2 separate regions of the Anas platyrhynchos genome follow, and region 1 is linked to region 2. A link is a contact called in public Hi-C data. All regions are on one chromosome and are shown on one strand. Each heading gives the region's core, a stretch centred on a gene start, on an enhancer-like site or on the middle of the called end of the contact. The rest is flanking DNA. Distances are from core to core; before and after follow the strand shown.

Evidence for each region. Hi-C and Micro-C count contacts between places; a contact is called where the count stands out from the background.
Region 1: a contact with region 2 is called in a Hi-C map of skeletal muscle, with 1.9 times the contacts expected there. The contact joins two enhancer-like sites. A contact is called at or near these places in 2 of 8 Hi-C or Micro-C datasets (skeletal muscle and subcutaneous adipose tissue).

What each region holds. Positions count from the first base shown.
Region 1 is chr4:6,668,369-6,674,830 of IASCAAS_PekinDuck_T2T, reverse strand. All of the region lies in intron 3 of FAM241A (family with sequence similarity 241 member A), which reads left to right. Among named protein-coding and RNA genes, the nearest start is that of AP1AR, 37 kb to the right of the region's middle. Within about 2 kb of position 2,065, at least 1 of the 8 cell types and tissues checked has an H3K27ac peak or open chromatin away from gene starts, as enhancers often do.
Region 2 is chr4:6,536,654-6,542,853 of IASCAAS_PekinDuck_T2T, reverse strand. ZGRF1 (zinc finger GRF-type containing 1) reads right to left here. Exons shown (of 29, transcript XM_038178366.2): 8 at 5,499-5,600; 9 at 4,882-5,055; 10 at 4,122-4,227; 11 at 3,929-4,035; 12 at 3,569-3,701; 13 at 1,936-2,603; 14 at 778-916; 15 at 42-226. Among named protein-coding and RNA genes, the nearest start is that of ZGRF1, 7.8 kb to the right of the region's middle. Within about 2 kb of position 2,348, at least 1 of the 8 cell types and tissues checked has an H3K27ac peak or open chromatin away from gene starts, as enhancers often do.

The sequences.
Region 1 (6,462 bases), core at 816-3,315, 130 kb before region 2:
TATTTTTACATGACTTAATCTTATACTACCGCCTAGTGGTTAAGATCTAAATAAGACTGTGCAACTTCACTACGCTTTATATATAGATACAGAAATATGGTAGTTATGTGTGCTGTAGTATTATTGGCATTCATTTTTAGAAATCCTAATATGTATATGTCCACACAGTTGCCCAATGTAGTGGAGACCAGAGAATTTTCAATGATGAAGGACACTAATATTCATGTTGAGCTCTACTAGTGATTGAGTGCAGCCTTTAATGTTATCAGGATCTACATTTTAACATGGTTATAGATTGAGATAAAAATATATCAAAAATTAGGTGTAGAGAAGGACTTCAGCCATCGTGTTTGAGATATCTACCAGTTCTCATTGTTAGAAAGAAACATCCCTGGGGTAGGTTGTGTTATAAATGTCCAGTGAGGAGTTTCGTGCATCTTCCTCCAGAGCTTTTGAGGTTCAAGCATTCATAGGGATGGTGATTAATAGAGTTTAACTTGTTCAGTGTAACAGATCCAGATACACTAAGCCCTCAGACATCTATTTCCCATTCACTGCTGCAGTTCCTGTACCTGGCTAAGTTCACAAAATGAAACCCATGTGTATATTGAGCTCGAACAAGTGTAAATCATTCAGAAGCTCCAGGTTCCCCCATTTCCTCCAAGCCCCATTCTAGCAGCAATATATAACGTAGCAAAAAAATCAGGCTCCTACAGAAGCTTAGAGGAAAACACCAGAAGTAAAAAACAGTTCTGTAGCTACAGTGATAACAGCCAGTAGGAGGAAAGGCTTCCTCTTCAGGAAGATGAGTTTCCAGCACTCACACTACACACCCTGTCATTCTTGGCATTTTGCATGCCTGCTACAGGAGCAGCTCCTACTGCAGCTGTCAGCGTTCTTCACGACTGCAGGAGTTATGGTAGAAAAAGTAGATGACTGCCTTGACTACTTCTAAAAAAAAATATATATATATATATGTATATATATATAATTTATTTAGGTCTTCTTCCCAGGAGCTTCTGTACCTCAGGTATTGCTGGAAGGAAGGAGGTATTTTTTAGTATGTGAAATTAGGTGTGGAACAGCAAAAAAAAATAATTTTGTCCACCAGGTGGCACTTTGTCATCGGGCCTCTGTTTGAAAGCACCTGGAAAAGTTTATATATGATTATATGAGGTGTAAACTGCTATTGAGCAATGATCAGTGTGTTTCTGGAAATGCAGTCTACTCAGATATCTTCTAGGGAAAAGATTTTGATCTTAATGAAGGGAATGGGATTTTTTTTTTCATTGACTTAAAATAAAAACAGCTTGGCCTCAATTAGGTGAAAGCTTTAGGGAAATAAAATCTATTTGCAGTGTATAGGGCAGACTACATTTTCCCTCTATCTGGTTTGTTAGAAGATATGAGTGCCAGTGACTTATACCTAATGCAGCAGAAAAAGGGAAATGTAAGAATGGTGCAAACTCAGAATTTTGGACAAAGAGCAAGCCAAACAGGTGATACAATTCATTCTGGAAGAGCTTCCTGCACTTTTGGAAAATATGCTAGTAGAGAGTTCATAAACTCTTATTTTGATGCAGTTTTAGTCCAGCACACGTGTTGTCTGATGTTCCTTTCCCAATATAACAGATAGAAGTCAGGCTGCAGACATTAGTTAAGTGTAAAAACATCAGTAGACTGTAAACACAGTTTGAGCCTGAAAACAGCCATTTTAACAGTCATCTGTGCAAAAACTGGAGTTTAGTGTTGTTTAAAACGCTTGATTCTGCCCAGTTTGCATGATTATGTGTGCGCATGTTTAGGTGAAGGCAGCAGCATAAGGCCCAGGTGATGTGCAATACACTGATGGCAGCTGGAACCCAGTAGAACAGATCCACCTCGTTTGGCAGCGGTGAGCCCACACCAGTATCCCCAGCCAGTACGCTCCTGGAAATACAAGTGCAGGTCTCCCTGCTGGAGCCTTTCCATCCTTTCCTCTCCCTCACAGCAGCTCTCTGACGGTGATGGCTTTCCCAGAAGCCAGATGCTGAGATCACAGAGAAGCCCTGCCAAGCCCTTTGTGCTCGGACAGATCTCTGACACTGTCCCAGCTGGTGGTTAGGAACAACACGCTGATGACATGGAATTGGAGAAGAGGTTTAATTTCCAGTCCAGCCAGTCCACATTTTGGCCTTATTTTTCTGTTCGTTTGCATCAAGGGTAATTTGGAACCGTCTGGTGCTGTCCTGCTCAGCTTGCTTTTCCAGGCTTCTCAGAGGCTGCTGAAAGCACCTCTGTATACATTACTTCTCATTAAAGAGGGAAAGTTTCTGTCTCCTTCATGCATGTACAATTATTGAACGTTTCCTGAACCCTGGCAAGTGTTGTTCTGCTGAAAAAGCAGGTTTTCATATCAATCGCTTGTAAGTGAGCTGGAAAAAGGCTGTAGGTGAGCAAGTGAATAATGATTGTAAGAACAAACACAAGAAAATGCTACCTACAGTATCTGGTTCTCTTTCTTAGAAACAATAAAAGGCTTAATCTTGCACAAAGCTGGCATAAGAGTCCCATTTACTCTGACCGATTTCATGCTGTTAATGAGAAGTGTTTCCAAGGCATTTGCTTAAATTAGCTTTTCTATAAGGAAGCGCAATCATGTACTAATTTACACTGCACAGCAGGGATCTGCCTGACCCTGCACTGTCACTGGGAGCAGATGATGATCTGGAGATCATAGGTGCAATCAGTGCCCAGTTGTAGAAATAAGCAACTCAAGTGATAAGCGATTCCCAGAAACAGAGCAGCATACTCGAATCACATGGATGCCATTTCTGATCTCAAGCACTTTGACAGTGGTCTCATGATGAGTTTTAGCTGAGTTGTTAAAAACACACACTGAAATGAAAACTGATACCCAGGTCCTGCCTACAGAGAGGCTGCTTCCTTCAAAATTTCCTCTGTCCCCTGTGCTTAGGGTCCTCGAGATGTAATTGTATTGTTCTTCCTGGCCACGATGAAAGTGCTCTGCATGGATCTCCACTGTACACATCAGATGAACATCTCCTGATGCAAAGTGTAGCTGCAGAGGAACAATTTCTAACATGCTCTTTGCTGTCATCTCCTCTCCCATCCTGCTAGTTCCACCCTATTTCTTCTCTGCCCTCAACCCAGAATTAGTACTGTAATTAGTTGTTAAAGGAATTAAAGGAGAAAATTTCTTATCTTTACCAAATTCCCTCCAAAAGATACTACAGGAGTGGTATTCTAAAACTGAGAATAAGACTATTTCATCATTGTTGCCATGGTGACCAAAACTAGGACAGTAACTTTTTTTTTATTATTATTAGTCGTATTTTAGCTTCCTCTCTCCTTGTGCTTGTCATATGCCAAAGAACTTGGTCTCTGGACAGGAGTCTGACTAACTGCAGAGCACCGAAGAAAATAAATCTTTGAGAGTTTTATGATTGTTTCCCCAAAGAGGAAAAAAAAAAAAAAAAAGAGCAGGGATGAGAGTAAGGATGAGGTTAAGACAGAGGCATTCAGAAACAACATTTTAAGGTGACAAGAAGCAGGTGGCCTTCTTAATGTTTAGGGACTCCTCCTAATGCCACCTGCTGCCAGACTCTTGACCCAGGATCACAAAGGAACACCACCACTACGAAGTCACAGACCAATTTCCCTGGTACATGGTTCCAGATACGTTATATTCCTTTCCAGACTCCAGCTCAAAGCAAGGAGATAGGTGAACACTTGGTTCCCCCTTCAGTCCTGGAGCTGTAAATGGCAATGTCTTTTTTCACATTCTTCATCCCAATGCAAGAACTAAAAACAAAGTTGAAGCCTACATGCATTTCTTACAAGACTATAGGGGCATTTGTAAACTCAATGAAAACCGTAGTAAAAGCTCCTAGTAAAAGCTTTTTAGTGTGCAACCTCATCATTTTATATTTTATAATTTTAAAGACAGTCAGATAGGAAGAATACTGAATTCTAATTGAAAGACTAAGGATCATATAACTGTAACAATCATGCTTCAAACATTTCCTTCAAGCCTCAAAATGCAGTGCTGGTGCCGACTACTCCTCCGAACCAGGAAGGTCATCACAGAGTTTGAACAGAATGCTGAATTAAAACTCAGGGCATGGGTTTGTCAGCTTGCCTCCTTCTTGACTAGGTGCCTTAACTTAATGAGTTTTCATCTCTTAAAATGACTGCCCTGAGTTAGCCTAAATCGCATGGCTATTTCAGCAAATGGTGGGTCAGCAACGCTGGTCTCCACGAGAGAGGCCTGCAGTAAGCTGTCCTACAAAGAATGTTCCAGGATAGCTGCCCAGAGGGGAAAACGAAATCTTAAAAATATGTGAAGTAGCTTTACTCCAGTACTATTACATCCTGCTATTTTCTAGCATTAAAAGCTATGCAGTTTTAGTCGTTAAAAAGGGACGAATGAGGACATCAAAAAGAAAATGAAACTTGGTTGTTAGAAAAGCTATTCAATGACTTCTTTTTCCACTGATTTTCCCTTTGCAATTATTAATTTTCTTTCATCTTGCTCTTTTTTCTTTTTTTTTTTTTTTTTTTTTAATAAGCAAAACAGCCATGCAGTGCTGGAGCAGAAATACAGTTCTTTGGTGGCAATAAATATGCACCATTCTGTTTGAATGTCTCCCCTGAAGTACAAAAAAAATAATAATAATAATAAAATAAATTGAGAAGGCAAAAAATCCTGGGGTATTTTACAAGCTAGAAGGGCTCAGTTGTTTTTTTTCATGAACTACACCAGCTATTGATAATTAGAAGATCAGTTATTTGGGTATGGTAATTATTTCATTGCATATAAGTACAACCTCTAGTGAAGCTGAATCATGATTTCTCAGTTGCTCTTAAATACTTAATAGCTGTTTCTCTGTTGTAAGTCCATGGTAAACTTTTATACTAGCTCCCAGACACCAACATGGAAGGAAAAACAAAGTAAGAAAATAGTGGGCATTTCAAAGCAGAATTCATGCAGTATTCTCAGTGTCGGAATAGATAATATTTAAGCCAGTTTGCTCAGGAGATGAGGAACAGAAGGCTTGACAGCCATGAAAAACTCAATTATTTGGGATTTCTTTGTTGCTATTTTGTTGTTTTTGTTTCTTTTTCCTTTATATTTCTGAGTTTCTCCTTTCCCACTTACTGTGTTTGTCTTTTGTTGCCCTGAGGAGCAACTGTAGTGGCAATAGCAACTTCTTTGCATCTCTTTAATTAAATTGTGGAAAGCACCAGATGCTTACATTTGCAGTCTCCCTTACCCATACTAAAGTACAAAGGAGTTAATCATACAGTGGGCTTTGGTTTACTCTGAACGCAGGCTGGGGCAGCGTTAATTCAGTCATGCCATTTAGTTAAAGTATAGCCTCCCATCACAACAGGTCTCTGCAGCATTGTTCTGCCTTGTCTTTTCATTCCAGCAGAGAAATCTGAATTTTTGGTTCTCTCTGTAGTTTGAATTATTAAAGGCTTGATCCGTAATCATTTCTTCTTGCCCTTGAGTTAAGTGTTATAACTTGAGCCTTAGGAAGTGACTGGTTCGGTCATATTGAAATATAGCTAGGGCTTAGAAACAGCAGGAGAATTTCAAAGGCTGATGGTTCGTACTGCTTTTAACCAGATTCAGAGGTTATTTAGGTGCCCCCATAACCAGGCTCAAAGGTTACTTATGTGCCCAAATGTATGAATAGGCATTCCCGGGAATTTTAACAAACATCTCTGGCCATTTTTTAAAATCCTCGTGTGAGATTATTCGCATCCTGTGATGTCTAAACATTCTTTGACCGTGTCTTTCCAGGGGTACTGCAGCGTTATGCCAGACAAATGTTAGGCAGCTATTTTGGCATACACCCCACAAACAGCCACTGAGTTCACAATCTGTACCTTTCATAACAGAAATCTTATTCCAGTAGTCAGTGGTGCAACTGGGATGCAGATCACTTCCCAGGTCCATTCTCAGGCTGACCAGAGGAGCTTCTTATCAATTCCCCTTTTTACACCCCTGGGATTCCCCTGGGAAGGAAACGCCAGCACCCAAGGCAGGAGAGACCCCACAGCGCTGCAGCCTGTCCCCCCTGGGGGACTTGGGTACGCACTATGCAAGCCACCCCAGTCAGATGAACGTACCCTGCTCGACCTTCCTATCTCACAAGATAACTATCAGGTATTCACAGGGGTTTGTTCACGGGTGAGCTGCAGACCCAGAACTTTATTTAAATGAATGACTGAACAAATATTTTTTTTTTTAATACAAACACATATGAGGAAAACTTGCTATGCTTGGGGACAGTTAGCAAAGGAGAGAGGTAAAATTCATCAGATAAATTTTCCATTATGAATTATTCACATAATTCTACTGGAAACTTTAAATTACTGTAAGATAAAGATCCTAATTTATTACTCCCATCCCTGAAGCATAAGAGTATGTGAGAGCTTCAAATAACTAGG
Region 2 (6,200 bases), core at 1,099-3,598:
CAAACACCCGGAACTGTAAACAAGCAAGGAATAAAAAGCACCTTGTTTTGACCTTCTTTTTTCACAGTAACAAGCTTTGCAGGACGCATATGACTGCAGAGTAGGACACCGCTTTCTTTGCTCTCACTTTGCCCATCTTTCAGTGAAGTGTAAAATGATACATCCACTTTGGAAAGAGCATTGTGTAATCTTTGTGACAACTCAAAAAGCATTATGTTTAAATGTTCTTGACATAGAAAGGAGAATAAAAGAGCAATTAGTACAGCCCTGAAATGCTTACACAGGTACACAGCATTCAAATACATTTCACTTGAAACTTTCATTTTTAAACAAAAATGAAAATACTTAATCTGAGTTCTAAAAGAACCCATGTGGCCTGCAAACTTCACATTCTGCACATAAAACCAACTTGTTCTAACTGCCTTACATTCATACAAATCATGTAACTCCAAACGATACAAACACTAAATAAATGTACATTAAAAAAAAAAAAAAAAGAAGTAGCAGCAGCTGAGGTAGGACCATAGACTGGTAAACAGGAGCAAGGTTACATAGTTGAAAAGAAGAGTATTGATCTTTTGTTTTGTCTTTACAATTTCTGGTATAGGCTGAATATATTTGAGTATTTTTTATAGATAGATATGCAAATCCAAATGCTAACAGTCCTTCCAACAGATGATGCTGACGATCTCTCTCCCTCTCGCCCTGTTTTGTAAAGCTTCAGAAATACATTGCTTAAAAATGACAGCATTTTATACTGCATGGTGTTAGACATACCTGTCAAAGCAGCTTTAAAAATCTGTTTGTAGTGAACATGAGACTGAAATACAATTGGTATGGCAATCTTTCTTTTAGGAAGATTAGCATATTTTACCTTGTCCACATTAGGAAAAGACAACTCAGAAACTGTTATTTCCTAAAAAACAACAACAATTAAAAAAGAACTGTTAAAAGTTTTCAAAACCCTGAGTGAGACAAATTTGGATAAATGGCTACCGTACAGATGCACCAAAAGTAGTTTTTCTTCTCTTTTTCTTTTTTTTTTTTCCCCAAGTGTATATTGGATTCTCAATAATGACTATAACCAACAGAAAAATTTCAGGGCCTCGTTCTGCAACCAGAAGTTTCAAAATGAAGCCTGCTGAAGAAGAACCAGTTTTCTAAAAGCAAAATATAATCTTCCTTTTCACAAATTTGTGGATTTTGTTAACTGGAAGTACATAAACTCAGTAAGACTGCCAACAGCAGTAAAATTCAGTACGCATGGAGCTGCAGCAGGGTGAGCTTGAGCTATCATTTAGGATGTACGCCGAAGTTAAAATTTGGCCCTGAAAGAACAGCCTGCATTTTTAAAAACACAGTTTTTTGATTCTTTGTTTTGTTTTGTTGTTGTTGTTTGTTTTTTTTCCCCCAATTTACTCCTTTTTTTTTTTTAAATAGTCTACCGTTCGCAAACAGGTGCACTAACTGCTGATTTTTAGGCCCTTATTCAAGGCCATAATTTGCTTTTTCGTGATTAAAACTGATGATGTTTAAAATATTTCAAAATTAGAGACTATGCTTTGAAGCAAGATATGGGCATTCACGAAAATGTTGCTCTTTCGCAATTAAGAAAAACACTTCTTAAAAACATATTCTTGCAAATCAGTCCAATGGATTTTGTTTCATCTTCCTGCCATCAACATTTGGACTAGAAGTCTAAATCTGGTGCCAATGTACACCAAGGAATTACCTTTGCAAAGGATTAGTCACATCACCTAAAAAAAATCATTAGCAGCTGCTGTTCTGCAGCAGAGACTCTTGAGTTACTACACATATAGAACCATTTCATCCAATCATACTGATAATATCTTGCAGGAAGTCGGAAAAAGGAATTGCTTTGTCCAGAAAAATGTGTTTCTGTCAGTTAAACTATCTGCTTGAACAGTTACACACCTGGACATCTCCTGTTACAGTGTGGCAGCTCAGGTGACTTAACACCTTTTGTGTAGGCTCACCTAAAGGAGCCTGACTTAAGTGCAGAGAAAGTAACTTCCTCTCTGAAATCGAATCTTGGCTGCTGCTCTTTGCACCACATTTACCAAGCATGCTCTTTGCTGTCTGCAGAGGCGCTGGGCCGGGAGCGTTTTCATTCACAGCGCTGCTCTGGCTCTCTCCTGTGTCACCCAGCAGCATTCCGAGGATGCTCTCAGGACAGATGCCATCCATCACTTCCACATCATCGCTGTTTTGAGTTATCAAGTCACACTGAGCACTGCTTTGATATTTCAACCACTTGCTTTGTCTACAGTGCGAAGTCACATTAGGGAACACCGGCTGTACAGATTCCCTTTGTCTGTCTTCCATATACTCTCCAAACACGGAGGTTTCATAATTCCTGTCCTCAGGGCCAGGAGCACTGATAGGAAACACTGCTGACTTGCTGCTAAAACTGACGGCTGAAGAACCAGAAGATTGCTGACTCTTCTCACTGTCGGTTAGAAAAAATTCCACATTGGGAATCTTCTCAGTGGCAGGAACAGTGACAAGTGGAGTTCGTGTTTTAACTGTGGGTTTGAGTCTTGCAGGGCTGCGTTCCTCTGGATAGCTGTGTTTCTCCCATGCTGTAGAGCAAATACGTCCCATAAGTAACTCGTAGCACTTCCAGATAGCACATTAATTTCAGATGCACAAAAAACTATGATAAAGAAAGAATTCCAAGCTCTTCGTTTTACATCCTGACTTCTAATTGACAAGCTCTTTTTACTGTGCCTGTAGAGTGCCCTACTAAATTTCCATATAAAATGAGTGATTTCAAATGTGATCCTTTAATATGTAAATCCATATATCCCAAACACATTTCTGCAGGCACTCTACTTAATAAAAGTAAATGGTTGGTAGAAATTATTTAAACATTAATTTGCTTTGGAGGTTATTAAACTGATATTGTTGGTAGGTCAGTGACAGCTGCCATCTGGAAAGCAATCGGTTTAACATCTCTTCCTTTTTCCAAAAGAATCACCCACAAAACTGTGCAAAATTAATATTAACCGATGGGGATCAATACATTCCTAGTACCACAAGCATCCTGTTGGCTAAATTCATTATCAATAAGAAGTGACAGTCAATGACAGGTGTCCACGTCATCACTGGAAGTGGGTCAGCGGGCAGCTGAATATGGATTTCAGCTAAAGCAGGTAAATGAATGAAAACATTACTATGAATTAGAAGCTTAGCTTACAGCCTTTTTCACCCCTGCACACTGGAAGATTTATTATTTTTTTTGAATAAAACTACATCATTGTACTTAAGTTTCTATCAGGAAAAAACAAGAGGGGATGCAGGGTGGGAAGTATGGAATCCCATGCTAATTCAGCTAATTTGGAAATAAAAATAAAAATAAGAGCTTAAAAACTGAAACACACATATGAAAAAATATGTAACAAACACAAACTGAACTCTACAGTTACCAGGACGTATCTCAATGTATTTTCAATGCCCAGATTTTTTATAGTGCAACTCAGTGTGCTTCAAAAATCATCAAACATTTCCTAGAAAAACAATGTAAACTGCAATTAGAATTTCTTACTGAAAACATTTGCTGAAAGTTCAGAATCACTTGGAAGGTTCCTGTGAATCAGGGGGGTCTGGATGTCCTGAACAGTTCCCTTACTTCCTGAAGCTGGAGAAACTGGGGAAGTCAGTTGTACTGATGAAATCACCTACAGAATGAAGGATTAACAAGGCAAGTGAATGACTGGGTAAAAACCAAAACGCAAGAAACAAACACCCCGACGATAGCTCTTTTGTCACTTTTCTCTCTCTTGTCGTTCTAGACAAATAAAACATCTCTCAGAGTTGAGGTAAAAAAGTAACAAATAAAACATGAAGTTGCTGCTATGAACAGACAGAAACCCCAAAAGATCTCCAATAGACAGTTAGCTCACACCTTGTCAGCTTCCCATGATGACCACTGCATTTGTCCCGGATCAGAACATGAAGGTGAGCCTGACATTACCCACGGTGGAACTTCAGAGTGTGCATTCAGTGCCAGTGCTAGGAAAAATATGCAAAGGACAGAAGTCATGCAGAATAACTGTTCTGAGGCCAATCACTGCCATTCTACTTTTACTTTCACTTACGGGACAGATCTACTATCGATTCTTTAATAAAGTTAGACTTCTTTTCAAAATTCTCCTCTCCAATAAAGTTGGTATCATCCTCATGAAGCCTTCCTGAACCTGGAGACTGTACCAAGAAAGTATAAGTAAAAACTTGTTAGAAATTAAACTTTTAACCTCTTTATACACAGTATCTTTGTGCAAAGACCCTCTTTCTAATTATAAATTTCAGTATCTCTAGCCCATTCTGGAAGTTTAAAAAAAAAAAAAATCAATATATATACAGCAATAGAAAAATAATATTTTATTTAATGTTTCATCTCGTGTTTCTTTACATCCGTGAGGAATAATAATAATTCTTGTAGTCCAAGAAGGAAAGTTTTAACCCCTGTTTTGGAACCACGTAGAAATTAAAGACAAAATTTCCAATCCAATCAATTATACAGTTATCATCTGAAAACAATCATTATAAAAGCTCCTTGCCATTTTTTCACTTCGAGGTATCTGTTTTGTTGTTTTTTGTTGTTGGTGGTTTTTCAAGTGAAATTGATCACAGAATCAAAAAACAATTTACATCTTGCAAACACATATTCCTGTGACAAAGACGAGTAAAAATAATCATGTCTAACTGCAAAAGTTTGACCACAAAGTATTACACTTGATTCTTAGTCATTTTGATATGATTGTGTTACTCTAAAAGTGAATTCTCTTTTGTTCTACGTTTTCAGGACATTTTCTTGCAATAAGGTCAATGAGAATAACTTTGAAAAAAATGTTTTACCTGGCTGAAGTCAGAAAGAACATAATTGCTTGAAACCGGAGGTGACAGAAATCTCTCAGCTGCAAACTGCATATTATCTGGGTACTGCTGCCATCCCAGCTGCGAGCAGGGATTCCTCAACATTATCTCACTAGCTGCTGATCCCTTTATTTGGTGCCCTTGAAACTCAACAGGCTACACAATACATTGGAATTATTAACTGAAAATAAGTACTGTTCAGGAACTACCTACAACCGAAAAAAAGTACTTTTCATAAATATAACAAAAATAATCTCTGAAACTCGGGAAAGAGGAAAAAAATACCCCGTGCTTTTGAAGGTATGTTTCCCTTGCTGACCTACAACTCAGCACCAAGAAAGTTTTTGTGCCAATCTGTCAACAGCAAATTGTGATATTCTGACATAATGTGCGAAGCCTTACTTTCATATTGTAAAATTTAAGTTTAAACTACCAGTGGAAAACATCTCACAGAAAAATGCACTAAAATGTGATCTGAGAAGCCAGTTATGAAACTGGTTAAATATTTATTAGGACTTATTGTAATGTATTGAAAGTAGTCAATGGCTTGAAAGTTAAGAAATGCTATTAATTGCACTTCTGTTCCACAGAAACTGTACCTTTGGTTGGCAGTCAGATGTCCTAGGGTCTCTTTGGCACAGTGCTACTGGTGGAATATACAAGTCAGTTTGCTGTAATAAACTGTCCACACAGTTGGGCTGCTATAAAAGTATCAAAAGCTAATTAGTCTAACAGCTTAATAACCTCTTAAGGTGAAAAGTTAAGCCAATACATCTGAAGATTTTTCCAAAGACCTGATCTATTTATCCAACAAAAAATGTTTTAAATTACAGCTTTTCATTAGAAGCCCAGAACAGTCCACAACATGATAATAAACTGTACTTGCTACTCAAATGGAAAATGAGAAGCAGAATTTAATGTAAAATCTTTCTTTCCCTTTGGAAGTGATTGAAAGAGAAAAACTGTTAATAGAATAGCACACAAATTGGTGTGATGCATCAAGCACAAACGATTGCTGCTGTATATCAAGCCAAATACTAAAAATTCTACATTACTAAAAATTCTACATTCAAAACGATGATGAAAGAAAAAAAAAGGTAAAAGAAGATGAGGTAGGGAAGTATTAGACCTATTAATGATGTGATACTAAACATAACTAGATATTACAATTTGCATTGTGTTTCTTGTCAGACTTTTAGCCTCCTGAACTAGCAGTCAGGTCTGCAAGGTGACTTTTTTTTTTTTATCTTATCTATCAGCTTCTTAGTTGATGCCACTAAGCAATTTCCAGCTCAACCCCT